Linked DNA regions of Sus scrofa: all the other regions are linked to region 3. The links are chromatin contacts, called in public Hi-C and promoter capture Hi-C maps. All regions are on one chromosome and are shown on one strand. The core of a region is the stretch at or near the end of the contact, and the rest is flanking DNA. Distances in the headings are between cores, read along the strand shown. Region 1 has its middle 62 kb from the start of PPARA. Region 2 holds the start of CDPF1 (cysteine-rich DPF motif domain-containing protein 1). Region 3 holds the start of ATXN10 (ataxin-10). Region 4 holds the start of WNT7B (protein Wnt-7b).

Region 1 (3,052 bases), core at 262-2,761, 410 kb after region 3:
CCCAGTCCCTGGCCAGGGACTCCCCCCACTTAGTGGGAACCTGAGCTCATCTGGCGGCTCTTCCACCGGCCCCCAAGGCTGGGTTGGCGGCCACCGTGCTGTGCCCCCATCCTTCTCCCGAGCACTGACAGCTGTGGCACAGCTGTCTGGCAGGTCCCTGAGAAGAGGCCTGGGGCAGGCCCAAAGCAGGAAGCTGGGCACCCAGCCGCAGAGGGGCCACCTCTGGCCACCGTGGCTGCCTTGACAGCCCTGCCACTCTGATCACGGGCCTGGCAGGCTGTGAGCCAGGGGCACGTCCTCTCCAGCACCTGTGGTTTCCCTGGGGCAACCCCGGGTGAGTGGACGCTGTCCTCCCATCTTGCGGGCATGGGTGACACGGGCCCCCTGGCCAGGCCCCGCCCCATGTGTGCTCAGGGAGCCTGATGGGGAATATGACAGGAGCAGGCAGAATGCCTCGGCTCTGACAGGGCCACGGGACACGGGACGCACTGAGGCTTCATCTTCCCGTTCTGTTCCCTGACCACCCCCAACACCTGCCCTGTGGAATCCAGACTGTTCCACCATCTCCCTCACCTCAGTGACCCTCCCCTAGGCTGTGAGGTCATAGGCCCACCCAAGCCAGGCTGTGTGTCCTCAGGCAAGTCGCCCACCCTCTCTGGGCCTCAGCTATAGTAGGAGCCACATGGCTTAGAAGGATGCTGGGGCTTAATAAAACTTTGATGTCCCAGGTCCTGCGACAAGCCCCAAGTGCCCCCTCCTCTGGGAAGTCACCCGGGTCCCCTGGCCCCAGACCACATCTCTGGCTCCCTTTTCTTCCTCTTGTGCTCCCAGCCCCATGTCACCGCCCACCCTCCCCGGGCAGGAATTAGCCTGTCCTGGAGGTGCCCTTTAGACAAGGTCCAGGCTAGGCCTTGGCTGGGTCCGGGGCCTAGGTGGCATTGGGTGGGGGTGGAAGGAAGGTGAGGGGTGGGTGTGGGGAGACAGAGGCACAGAGAGCGGGCACCCAGGTCAGGCATGGTGGCCCCTGGTGCTTGTCTTTCTCACACCAAGCTGGCACCAGCCCCAGGATTCCTGAACAGAACCTGTCCCAGCTGGAAGGGCTCTCGGCCAGAGCAGGGGCCGGTGGCCGGCTGCCTCAGAGGTGCACTCTTAGCCCCTCCGTCATCGCAGGAAGAGGAGAAGGAGGCGCTCCCTCCACTTTCGACTCGATTCTGGTGCTAAATGCAGAAGCACAGCTTGGCCGAGCGCCACGTTCAGCCTGGGCAGGCTCCCAGGACAGCTGGGCAGCCCGGCTGTGACCCAGGGCCTGGGAACGCAGGCAGGACCCGGCCGGGCCGTGGGGCCTCCAAGGGGCGGTCGGCTCAGGAGACCTGTGACCTTCCCAAGGGCAGACAGCCAGGCGAGGGCCAGGACCACGGCCCTTGGCTCCTGACCCCTCGTCCCCTCCCCTGGCAAGTCCTGACCGCCCGGCTGGAGGGCCCCCTGCAGGCCTGGCTCTAGTCTCAGGCTCTGGGTACTTCTGTGTCCCCAGTTCCCAGCCAGGAGACAGAGGCTGGGCCAGGTCAACCCAAGGTCACCCAGCAGTTAGTGACAGAGCTGGGGTTGGAGGCGTCTGCTGGGCCCAGCCTACACCCCTGGGCTGGGAGGACTGTGCCCTGTTTGACAGACAAGGAAACTGAGGCCCATAGACCAGTCCCTGAGGTCACACCTTGATCAGGTACTGAGGACTCAGTCAGCTCCCCACCTGCACCCCTCCCACCCCGGCTGCTGGTGTCCCCACATCGCCCCAAACCCCACAGGGAGAGGGTTCGTCTGTCGGGGGTGACTCAAGACTGAGGGCTGTGGGAGGCAGGCCCTCGGAAGGCTTCCTGGAGGAGGTGACATGACCACCCACCAAGTTCAGGGACGAGGAGCCTGGATAACACAAGGGGTGGGGTGGAGAGGGGAGCCTGTGGTGTCCACAGGTGAGGGAGCCCCTGGAGGGGACAGGGCCTGGAGGCAAGCGGTGGGTGGGTGGCCACAGAGGGCCTGGGACACCCTTGGGTTCTCAAAGGCCACAGGGAGCCATTGATGGTTTTAGCAGGGAAGTAACAAGATCCAGTATTTGGGAGAGCCCACTGTGGCTCAGCAGGTATAGAACCTGCCTAAGTATCCATGAGGACTAGGGTTCGATCCCTGGCCTCCAGCTCAGTGGGTCAGGGATCCGGCTTTGCCGTGAGCTGTGGTGTAGGCTGGCAGCTGCAGCTCTGATTCGGCCCCTAGCCTGGGAACCTCCGTATGCCGCGGGTGCGGCCCTAAAAACAAAAACAAAACAAAACAAACAAAGAAAAACCAAGATCAGGTGTTTGGAGCCCAGTTGATCTGGCTGCCGTGTGGACTCTGGTTTGGTGGCCCCATCCTGCTGTTCTCCTGGGTGCCCCCCAGGGCACGGGTGCTGGGAGAGCCCTGAAGGCACCCGCCCTCCAGCACGCACCCCAGGCCACCATGCAGGAGCAGCCAGCAGCGCCCCCTCCTGTGACTGCTGGCGGGTTTCAGGGGCTGACTTCTTCCTGGGGGGCCCGGGGCTGGGAATCCCGGGGCCAAGTGGGGGCCCAAGGCAGGCCCGTCGGGTGGCAGGAGGAGGGTGGGCCAAGCAGGGAGCCACTGAGGGTGGGGTTTCTGAGAGAGGGAGGCTCGGAGAGGTTCAAGGCCACGCAAGCACTTGGGGGTTGGGGATAGGGTGGAGATACCTGCAGGCCATGGATGTCCCGGGGGCACATGGGGAAGTTAATCCAGAGCCACGCCCCCTCCCTCCACCCCCTCCGAGGGGCTTCTCCTGTGCCTGCGGGGAGGGGGGGGGCTATTTCAGGGACTTTGGTGTGGAGCATCACTGGGAGGTCCCCTGCTTCTGGAAAAGCACTCGAGGGGCGTCCGGGGGATGTCGTTTGAAGCCCTGAGGCTTCTGGAAGGGGGCATCCAGCAGGTGTATGGTCCCTGGGGCCTGGTCCCAGATGGGAGGGAATAGCCTGTGGCAGGTGCTGAAGGTACGAAGTGGCCCTCGGTGGCCAGGTGC
Region 2 (2,928 bases), core at 200-2,699, 510 kb after region 3:
GTTCATTAACCACGGAGTCATGAGGGGAACTCCCATTACTTGTATACTTTGTAATCATAGCCATTCTGACTGGTGTCAGGTGGTACCTCATTGTATTTTGATTTGCATTTCTCCAATAATTAACAATGTTAAGCAGTTTTTTCATGTGCCTAATGGCCATCTGTACTTCTGCTTTGGTGAAATGGCTATAATGGGCTGCATTGCTTTACACTAAGAGTGAAATGTCAGAAAAGGAATGTAAAAAAAAAAGCCAATACCTTTATTTATTCATTTACTTTCTGGTCATGCCTAAAGCATGCAGAAATTCCTGAGCCAGGGACTGAACCCAAGTCACAGCTGTGACAACGCCAAACCCTGAACCACTAGGCCACCAAAGAACTGCAGGTACCTTTTAAAGTCACACCAAGATAAATACATACATACATACATATGTAGGAATAAACCTATCCAAGGAGGTAAAAGATTTATACACCGAAAAGTATAAAACATTAATAAAGGAAACTGCAGATGATTTATTAAAGAAATGCAAGGACAGCCCATGCTCTTGGACTGGAAGAATTAATACTGTTGAAGTGGCTATACCACCCAAAGTAATCTACACATTTAACGTGATTCCTATCAAATTAACCATGACATTTTTTACTAGAACAAATAACCCAAAAGTGTATATGGAACCACAAAAGATTGCCAAAACAATCTTGAAGAAAAAGAACAAAACAGGAAGCATCACCCTCCCAGACTTCTACAATACTACAAAGCTACAGTAATCAAAATGGCATGGTACTGGCAGAGAGACAGACCTACAGATCAATGCAACAGAGCAGAGAGCCCAGAAATAAACACACACGCCCATGGTCAATTCATCTTCAACAAAGGACGCAAGAATATACACTGGGGACAGTCTCTTCAGCAAGTGGTGTGGGGACAGCCGGACAGCCACGGCAACACACCCTCACACCATACACAAAAGTAAACTCCAAATGACCTGAAGGCTTCAACATAAGACATGGTCCTCTTTTCTGTTTCATTTCGGCTAATGTCTATCGCCCTGTCCGCGTGTTCCCTGGCTTTTCCCTTGGCTATGTCAGGTCGGCGCAGCGGCGCCCCGCAGGATCCCGGCGTCTCCGCAGGGCTCTTCCTCTCCGTCCACCCGCTCCGTGCTCGCCCTCCGTTCCTGCAACGCCCCGCAGGCCACCCGCTCCGTGCCCGCCCCCAACGCCGCAACGTGCGCAGCCGCTCGGGCCTCCGGGTTCCAAACCCCGCCGGGCTCCGCTGAGCCGCCCAAGCCGGCCCCGCGAGCGGGAAGCGCACTACCCTCCGGACCGTCAGGCCGCACCACTCACCTCCGCCTCCGCCTGCGCGGCCCAGCCCAAGGCGCGTGCGCGGCCCCGCCCCAAGGCGGCCGTCCGCCCTGGGCGCGTGCGCAGCGCGGGCGGGGGCGGGGCTTCTCGGCGGACTTCCGCCTCGCGGCGGCTTCCGGAACCTCAGGTCTCGCGGTTGGCGGCGGCAGGGCGGGGCCTGGGTTCTGCTTGTCGGCTCCTGCTGACGGGGCTGCAGTCTTGGCTGCGCGGAGGCTGTCAGGTTCTTCCTGGGCTTCCCATCCAGCTCCACGGAGCCGGTGCGGCCCTCGCGCGGCCCATGGGTAACCCGGCCCCATCGCCACGTGGTTTCGCTCAGCCTGCGCCTCGGACCGAAATGGTCTTAGGTCTGCTACCTGTCCCCCCAGTAGAACAGGAGCCCCGGGACCTGGGCCCAGGGCTGCAGGAAAAGTCAACTGTCTCCTAAGGCAACAGACGAAATGAATTCAAAATGAGCCTTCTCGCTTCCTGCAACCTTTAAAAGCTGTTTGCACCCAGGGACTTGTAGCTTCTCCTCCAAAGCGGTAAAGTGGCCTGGAACGCCCGCCATCACCCGGGCCCCACCATCCTTCAGCCTCCAGGTCCTCGCCCTGGGGCACCAACCACGCCTGCTTCAAAGGATCCTCTGGACCCTAAGCTCCCCCTGGCCCAGGCCTCCGGTTCTAGACCGGCTGTGACCATCACACCCCACTTCTTCCCCTCTACTGTGTGTGGGGCACCGTTTTATGGGGTTAGGGGGTGATTTGAAACCCAGACACCCTGAGGTCTGGGACTTTTTCTTTCGGGGAATTAAGAAATAAGGATTATACAAGGTATTTTGGTAATGCTGAAAACCATTCCTGGACCTGAGCAAGAGGGGCTCCTGCCCTGAGCCTCAGGAGCTAATAAGCACTTTGATTTTGTTCCTAGAACATAGGACCTCAACTGTGCTTACAACAATGACATTCTTTGGATTAATTCAAAGATTATATACTGCTGGTTTTTATTTCTGGATCTGCCCAAAGGTGGACCGTCTTGATGAAGTATTTCAAATGTGACCTATATCCAGTCTCAGATACGTGACCGGTAATCACGTCAATGATGTCAAAGCCTTGAGATCGTTTGGACAAGTTACAAGCTGCGCTGGAAGGGTTAAGTGATAGGCTATCACTTAATATCGGAGCAAACCATGGTCTCTGGGAGAAAATAAAGTTAATTTTGATTTGAGTTGTCCCAGTTACTAATAGAGAAAAAGCTTACCAAAAACCCAAAAGATTAAAAATATCTAATAAAGCTTTAGAAGAAAATGGTTTCCTGAAAGAAACTGCACACGAAATAAGCACCCAATCAAGAGAAGGAAAAGACAGGCCACAGAGTGGGCAAAAGAATTTGCCAAAGACAAATCTGATACAGGACTCTTCTCCAAAACACACAAAGAACTCTTAAAATGCAACAGGAAGAAAGCAAGCAATTTGATTAAAAAATGGGCAAAAGAACTGAACAGACCCCTCACCCAAGGGGATACACAGATGGCAAATAAGCATCTGAAAAGGTGGCCTGCATCCTGTGCTATCAGGGAAATGCAAATTAA
Region 3 (3,067 bases), core at 189-2,688:
CCTTTGTCTCTTTAGGTAGGTTTATTCCTAGTATTTTATTCTTTTTATTTTTACATTTAAAAAAATTTTATGGAAGCACCTGAGGCTTTTGGAAGTTCCTAGGCCAGAGGCTGAATCCAAGCCACAGCTGCCACCTATGTCACAGCTGCAGCAACACCAGATCCTGTAACCCACTGGCAGTGGGAACTCTGGTACTTTACTCTTTTTGATGTGGTGGTAAGGGTTTCCTTAATGTTTCTTTCTGATCTTTTGCTGATTTTAGCTGGTTAGATCTATTTCAGTCTTTTGAACTCCAGAACAGTAAGATACTAAATTTGTGTTGTTTCACGCCACTAAATTTGTCATAATTTACTACAGTGGATATCAGAAATGAACATCACACCAAATAATCCCATCTGTGAACCAAGCTGGCTGTTTTCCCTTCTCCATCTGATCATAAAAGACCACACCTCTGGGTGTGGCCAGAGGTGATGAGAGCTTAAGGACATGTGCCAGTGTGACAGAGGTGGAGGGCAAGAGCTTGGGCCACTTTCTTTTGCCTTTGGCATTGCTGGATCTCAGTCCCAGATGTGCCACTTCCATCTGATGACCAATGGCTGTCGTACCCATGGAAGGTCTGATAGACTCCAGCTCCGGATGGGCAGTACTGGCTTGACATCAGGTTCCACATCATGTTTGACGCCACTTGGCCCATCCCTGACTTCCAATTGTATATTAAGCCCTTGAAGAGCTGGAACGACGCATTCTAACCCCAAGAAGCCTTGGTAAATGATCACCAAGACCTGGGAACTGGGCTTCCGGAGTCTGAAACCTGCAAGCTGGTGACAGTCTGCTCCAGCTCCTAGTGGATCTGTGCAGGCACTGATCAACCCACTCAAACCGCAGGATCCAAGGTCTTCAGCCTTCTTGTGGGGGGTGGGGAGCCTCTGCAGGACTCCCCTCCCTTCCCATGCTCCCCAGGGTGCACCTGTCTCGCCAAACCCTTCCCTTCGAGACCCCCTCAGCCTGCATCTCCCCCTCGGAGTGCACCGGTCCCCCAAGCCCCCTCCTATTGGGACCCCCCTCCTTGCATCTGTCCCTCGGGGTGCACCTGTCTCCCAAAGCCCCTCCTGTCGAGGCCCCCCTCAACCTGCATCTCCTCTCGGGGTGCACCTGTCTCCCAAAGCCCCTCCTGTCGAGGCCCCCTCTGCCCACATCTATCACTCGGGGTGCACCTGTCTCCCAAAGCCCCTCCTGTCGAGGCCCCCCTCACCCTGCGTCTCCCCTCGGGGTGCACATGTCCCCCAAGCCCCCTCCCACCAAGACCCCCTCAGGTCGTCTCCGCCCCTGCGGGAGAGCCGGTCCTAGCGCCCCCTCTCGGCTTCTCCTCCAGGATCCATCGCCCTTCCGACGTCCCGCCCCCTCACAGAGAACTTCCGCCCGCGCCCCCTCCCTGCAGGCGGGACTTCCGCCCGCGCCCCCTCCCCTCGTCGCGCCGTCGCGTCCTCGTCGGCCGTGGCCAGCCCTGCGCGTGCCCTCGCGCTCTCTCGCTCGGCCTCGGGCTGCAGCGGCGCGGCGGCGGCGGCGTCCGGCTCCCGCGGGGCGCGCTCCTCCCCCGCGGCCGCCTCTCCGGCCCCTGCTCCTCCTCCTCCTCGTCGGCGGCCGCTCGGCCCGAGCTGCGCGCGGCAAGATGGCGGCGCCCAGGCCGCCGCCCGCCAGGCTGTCCGGCGTCATGGTGCCCGCGCCCATCCAGGACCTGGAGGCTCTCCGCGCGCTGACGGCGCTCTTCAAAGAGCAGCGGAATCGGTAACGGCCCGGCGGCGCGAGCGTCGGGGGCGGCCTGGCCGGGCTGCGGGGCGGGGCGGGGCGGGGCGGGGCGGGGCGCCCCCTCCCCCCGGACGGCTGCGGGGCGGAGGCCGCCGCGCTCCCTCGAGGGGCGCCGGGCTCCGATGCCGGGCGGTCCCCCCGCGCGGGTCCCCGCGGTGCCCTGGGGGCCGCCATCTGCTCCCCACTCGGCAGTCCAGGTGTGAAGCCGGGCGCGGGAAGGGGCACCCGCAGCACGCGTGAGCCCCGGTCACGTCGTGTCTCCTCTGTTGTCGAGCCGCGTGGAGGGCGCCCCTTTACGTGCAAGGTGCTGTCCTCGGCCCCCGCTGGGAGCAGCCTGACAGCCCCCCCCGCCCCCGCCCCCGCGGGGGCAGCGTGCGTGCTGCTGGGCGAGAGGCGCGTTACAGAGGTGCCCGGTGGGAGGCGGCCTGAGTCCCACTCCCTTCTGCCTGTCAGTCGAGGCTTTGCATCCCCGGTGGAGCTACGTCAATCCTGGCTGTGCCCCTGAAGGGCCAGATCGCCATTGTAAAAGGTGCCCAGGAGTCTGGCAGACCTGGATTTGGTTCCTGGCCCTGCAGGCTCTGCGTTATCGGGCAGTGTCTCCAGGCCTTAGATTTCTTGCCTAACGATGCGACTATAATACATGATTTCATTGCCGAATTGTACGGAGGAATAAATGAAATAAAGCATGTGAACATATAAAGGACGTGGTGCCCTCCGTCAATGCCTGTTTGCTTTCATTCTGGTCTTCTCCGGGCCTCCCTTTCCTTGTCTGTTTCCCAGGAGCAATGTTGGACAGTACCTTCCTGGTGACATTGTTTGGAAGGATTAAATGAGGTAATGCATAGTAAATCCTTGGCACCTGCGTGACACACAGTACTAAGTAAATGTTAGCTGATGTTACTATTTCATACATTTGCGGCTGGTCCCCCGTGTGCTAGGTGATGAAGTTGGAACCTGCTAAGTCCTTCTCAGGAAAGTCCTGTTCTGGGGAGCCAGCAGGTACTCATGCAGTGTCGTGGGAGCATGTACCAAGAGTAGAGGGAACACAAAAGTCCAGGTTGTCCTCTGGGTCTGAGCGCTTGAAATTACAGTAGCATTTGTAATTGAGGCGTTGAGCTGTTGCGAGTGCTAAGAGCCCAGGGCACGGCTCCTTGGGCTTTTGGGGAGATGGGTTAGTGGGTATGATACTCCCGGGAGACAGCTGGGTGAGGGCATGCGTCAGCATATCTAGACCATGATGGACCCTCCTTTTAATCAGTAA
Region 4 (2,786 bases), core at 214-2,713, 280 kb after region 3:
CACATCGCCCCCCACCCCCACTTCGAGCGAGGCCGAGACAGATTCTGTCTAAAGGAGATCGCAGCTCAACAGGTAAGGACTCGGCTGGGTTCAGGAATGTGGAAATACGACTCGGAGCAGCTACTGCAGCGAGCAGCGAGCGCGGCCCGCCGGGCGCCCGCCCGCCCGCCCTCCGGGCCGCGCGAGGGGGAGCGCGGCGAGAGGGGGCCGGGCAGAGGGCCCCCGGCGGGCGGGGGCGCCGGGCCGGGACCGAGCCCGAGGCGGCCCGGCCGCCCGCGCGGCCCATCCCGAGCCAGCCGGACGAGTTGTCAAGGTAATTTCAACACGTCCGGGTGATGGATAGAGACGAAGGGCCGTGGCGAGTGCCCAGGCCTGCGCGCTCGCTGCCGGGGTGCGCGTCCCCGCCCGCCCGCCCGGGGCCCTCGGCCGCCCGAAGCCCCCCGCCCCCCGCCCCGGCGCGCCCTCCAGGCGGCGAGCGCTCGGCCTGGGCTCGGCGCCCGGCGCGGCCCGGGGGAGGGAAGGCGCGTCCCACCCCCGGGGCCTGGAGCCCAAACAGGTGAAAGTACGCGCCGGGCACGCTCGCCGCTACCCGCGAGCCGGGCCGCCCGCGCGTCCTGCTCTCCCTCCTCCAGCCCTGGGCCGGGCGCCCCTCGGGAGTGCCCAGGGCTCGAAGGGCTTGGCTGCATCTCTGCCGGCCCGGGACGAGGGTCCAACACTCAGGCCAGCCTCGGATCCCCGAGAGCCGCTATGCCCCACGCCTGTACCCATGGCCCCCTGGGGGACCCTACGGAGGCGGCTCCTGCAGGCTGCTCAGATCCCGGGCAGCGGCCCCTGCCCACTGGGCTACTCACCCAAGCTTCACGTAGAGAACGCCAAAGCAGAGAAACACGTAGAAAATCCACTTGCGAAAGTTTCTGTGCATGATCCAGGGAGGGGGGCTGCGCCATAGACAGCGGCGGCCGGAGGGGACGCGCGGGCCGGGCGAGGATCGCGCGGGAGCGGGGGGCGGGGGGCGGCGGCTTCGGTGGACAGCTCTCAGCCGGCGCTGCGGCTCCGGCGGCCGGCGACGCGCGGGCACTCGGCGCGCGCTGCCACCATGGTGAGCCCGGGCCGCCGCCGCGTGCGCCTCGGGGAGTGACCTGGGCCGGGGGCCGTCACCTCGGAGCCGGGCGGAGTGACCACAGGGCCCCACGGGCGCCGGCTGGGGCCGAGGCGCGAGCGCAGCGGGCGGGCGGGCTCTGCCGCCACTGGGGGCAGCCGCCTGGGGCCGTGCGCGCCTCGCTGAGCGCTGCGGCGGCCAATGTGTCCGCACTTGTCGGCCTCCCCAGGTGACTCGCGCCCCGGCAAGCGAGCTGCGAGCGAGCCCCAGGTAGGAGGATCCGCCTCCCGCCCGCCCTCCTCGCTCGCCGTGCGCTCTCTCTCCCTTGCTCCCGGGCTCTCCCTCCCTTTTCTCCTCCCTTCCCGTGACACACAAACGCATCTATCCCCGGAACCCCCTCCCCAGGCCGGCTCCCTTCCGATTGCCCTCCCGGGACTCGGGGGGGGGGGAGGGGGTTGGGTGCTTAGAGGCGGGGGGCGGGGGGAGGGGGAGGGTGCGGCCGGGAAAAGACACCTGCGGAGGGCCCCGCCGCTCCTCTGCACCCGTGGGGGTGGGGACCGGGGGGAAGGGCCGACTCAGGTTGTGGTAGCCATTTGGCTTCAGTGTTTAGTGGGGGGGGGGAAGAGACCACCCACCCCCATCGCGTTCTGGGCGCGCTTCTCCTTCCCCCAGCAATTCTTTACATGAGGTCCCCCAGGGCCACACCCTTAGCCCAGGCATCGCTGCCAGCCCCACAGACTTGGATCAGAGCCCTCCTCCAGCGCCCAGAGTCCCCCCACACCTGTCGATCCTGCTGTTAGTGGCGCTTAATCAGAGTAGGAACAAGGAAGGAACAGAGAGATAGGCCTGGCCAGATGCAGGAGGATGGCTCAGATGACCTGCTATGGCAGCCACTTGGCTGAGCACCATGGCGGAGGAGGAGGAGGAGGATGTAGAGGGGTCCCCTGGCTCTGTGGAGGCTCCTACCCCAAGGACCCCTGCTGGCTTTCCCGGCCACCCTTGTTCCCCTCCGTCTGCTGTGTCTCCTCTGCAGCGCTGGGCTCCGTATTCATGTTCAGCGCCCAGAGCTTGGGGCCGGAACCACCACCCAGCCTCGCACACTGGAGGGGCCTGATTTGGCTCCGTGCCCCGGGAGTGGGTACCAAGTAGCAGACCCTGCCGCTGGGCAGAACCCCTGTCTGTTCTGAGAGGGCAGAATGGTGAGCCTCTGCCTCATCGCCGTCCTGGCCAGGCTCCTGCCCTGCTCCGCGGGTTTACAGACCTGGACGCCTTCCAAGGTGCCACTCCTGGGCAAGTGAATGGAACTGGGAAGCGCTTGGTCACCGAGGACCAGCCAAGACTCGAGACTTGCTGGGGTGAGAGTATGAGCACCAGAGGTGGGGGCGGGGGGGGGGTAGGAGGAGTGCTTCCAGCCACCCTTGGCCCCACCTAGTCCAGGCCCAGCCCAGCCGGGACTTTAACTCAGAGCCCACCTTCCGCCCCCCCAACAGTCCCTCTCGACCCCCTGCTCCTGATCCCCCCTTAATCCTTCCAAATCCCCTGAACCTTTGCCACGACCCTGGCGCGGGCCATTCCTCGGCCCCTCGATCAGAGGCGGGGCCGGTGCAGCTGTGCGGAGCGGGGCGGATAAGGAGCATTTACAGATGAAAGCGAGTGGGAGACAATCGCAGGCAGGGAGGTTGAGGCA

Evidence for each region. Promoter capture Hi-C pulls out the DNA fragments that hold promoters and counts their contacts. Hi-C and Micro-C count contacts between places; a contact is called where the count stands out from the background.
Region 1: a Hi-C map of retroperitoneal adipose tissue shows a contact between it and region 3, with 1.9 times the contacts expected there. The contact joins the enhancer-like site here to the promoter of ATXN10 in region 3. A contact is called at or near these places in 7 of 47 Hi-C or Micro-C datasets (embryonic fibroblasts, epiblast stem cells, mesenteric adipose tissue and 4 more).
Region 2: a contact with region 3 is called in a promoter capture Hi-C map of liver, with 4 times the contacts expected there. The contact joins the promoter of CDPF1 here to the promoter of ATXN10 in region 3. A contact is called at or near these places in 1 of 5 promoter capture datasets (liver) and 1 of 47 Hi-C or Micro-C datasets (mesenteric adipose tissue).
Region 4: a Hi-C map of omental adipose tissue shows a contact between it and region 3, with 6 times the contacts expected there. The contact joins the promoter of WNT7B here to the promoter of ATXN10 in region 3. A contact is called at or near these places in 2 of 5 promoter capture datasets (fetal skeletal muscle and liver), 32 of 47 Hi-C or Micro-C datasets (adipocytes, adipose tissue, alveolar macrophages and 18 more) and 2 of 2 datasets of contacts at active chromatin or transcription factors (alveolar macrophages and skeletal muscle).

The regions. Positions count from the first base shown.
Region 1 is chr5:3,381,765-3,384,816 of Sscrofa11.1, reverse strand. No RefSeq gene overlaps it. Among named protein-coding and RNA genes, the nearest start is that of PPARA, 62 kb to the right of the region's middle. Within about 2 kb of position 1,511, at least 30 of the 83 cell types and tissues checked have an H3K27ac peak or open chromatin away from gene starts, as enhancers often do. A contact at or near this core is called in omental adipose tissue, retroperitoneal adipose tissue and subcutaneous adipose tissue, where this site is marked.
Region 2 is chr5:3,285,564-3,288,491 of Sscrofa11.1, reverse strand. It overlaps CDPF1 (cysteine-rich DPF motif domain-containing protein 1), which reads right to left and starts at 1,449. Exons shown (of 4, transcript XM_003125953.4): 1 at 1,344-1,449.
Region 3 is chr5:3,796,575-3,799,641 of Sscrofa11.1, reverse strand. It overlaps ATXN10 (ataxin-10), which reads left to right and starts at 1,438. Exons shown (of 12, transcript XM_013997462.2): 1 at 1,438-1,785. The coding sequence starts at 1,670.
Region 4 is chr5:3,520,089-3,522,874 of Sscrofa11.1, reverse strand. It overlaps WNT7B (protein Wnt-7b), which reads right to left and starts at 1,463. Exons shown (of 4, transcript XM_021091384.1): 1 at 852-1,463. The coding sequence starts at 922. LOC110260613 (a long non-coding RNA gene) reads left to right here. Exons shown (of 3, transcript XR_002343852.1): 1 at 1-72.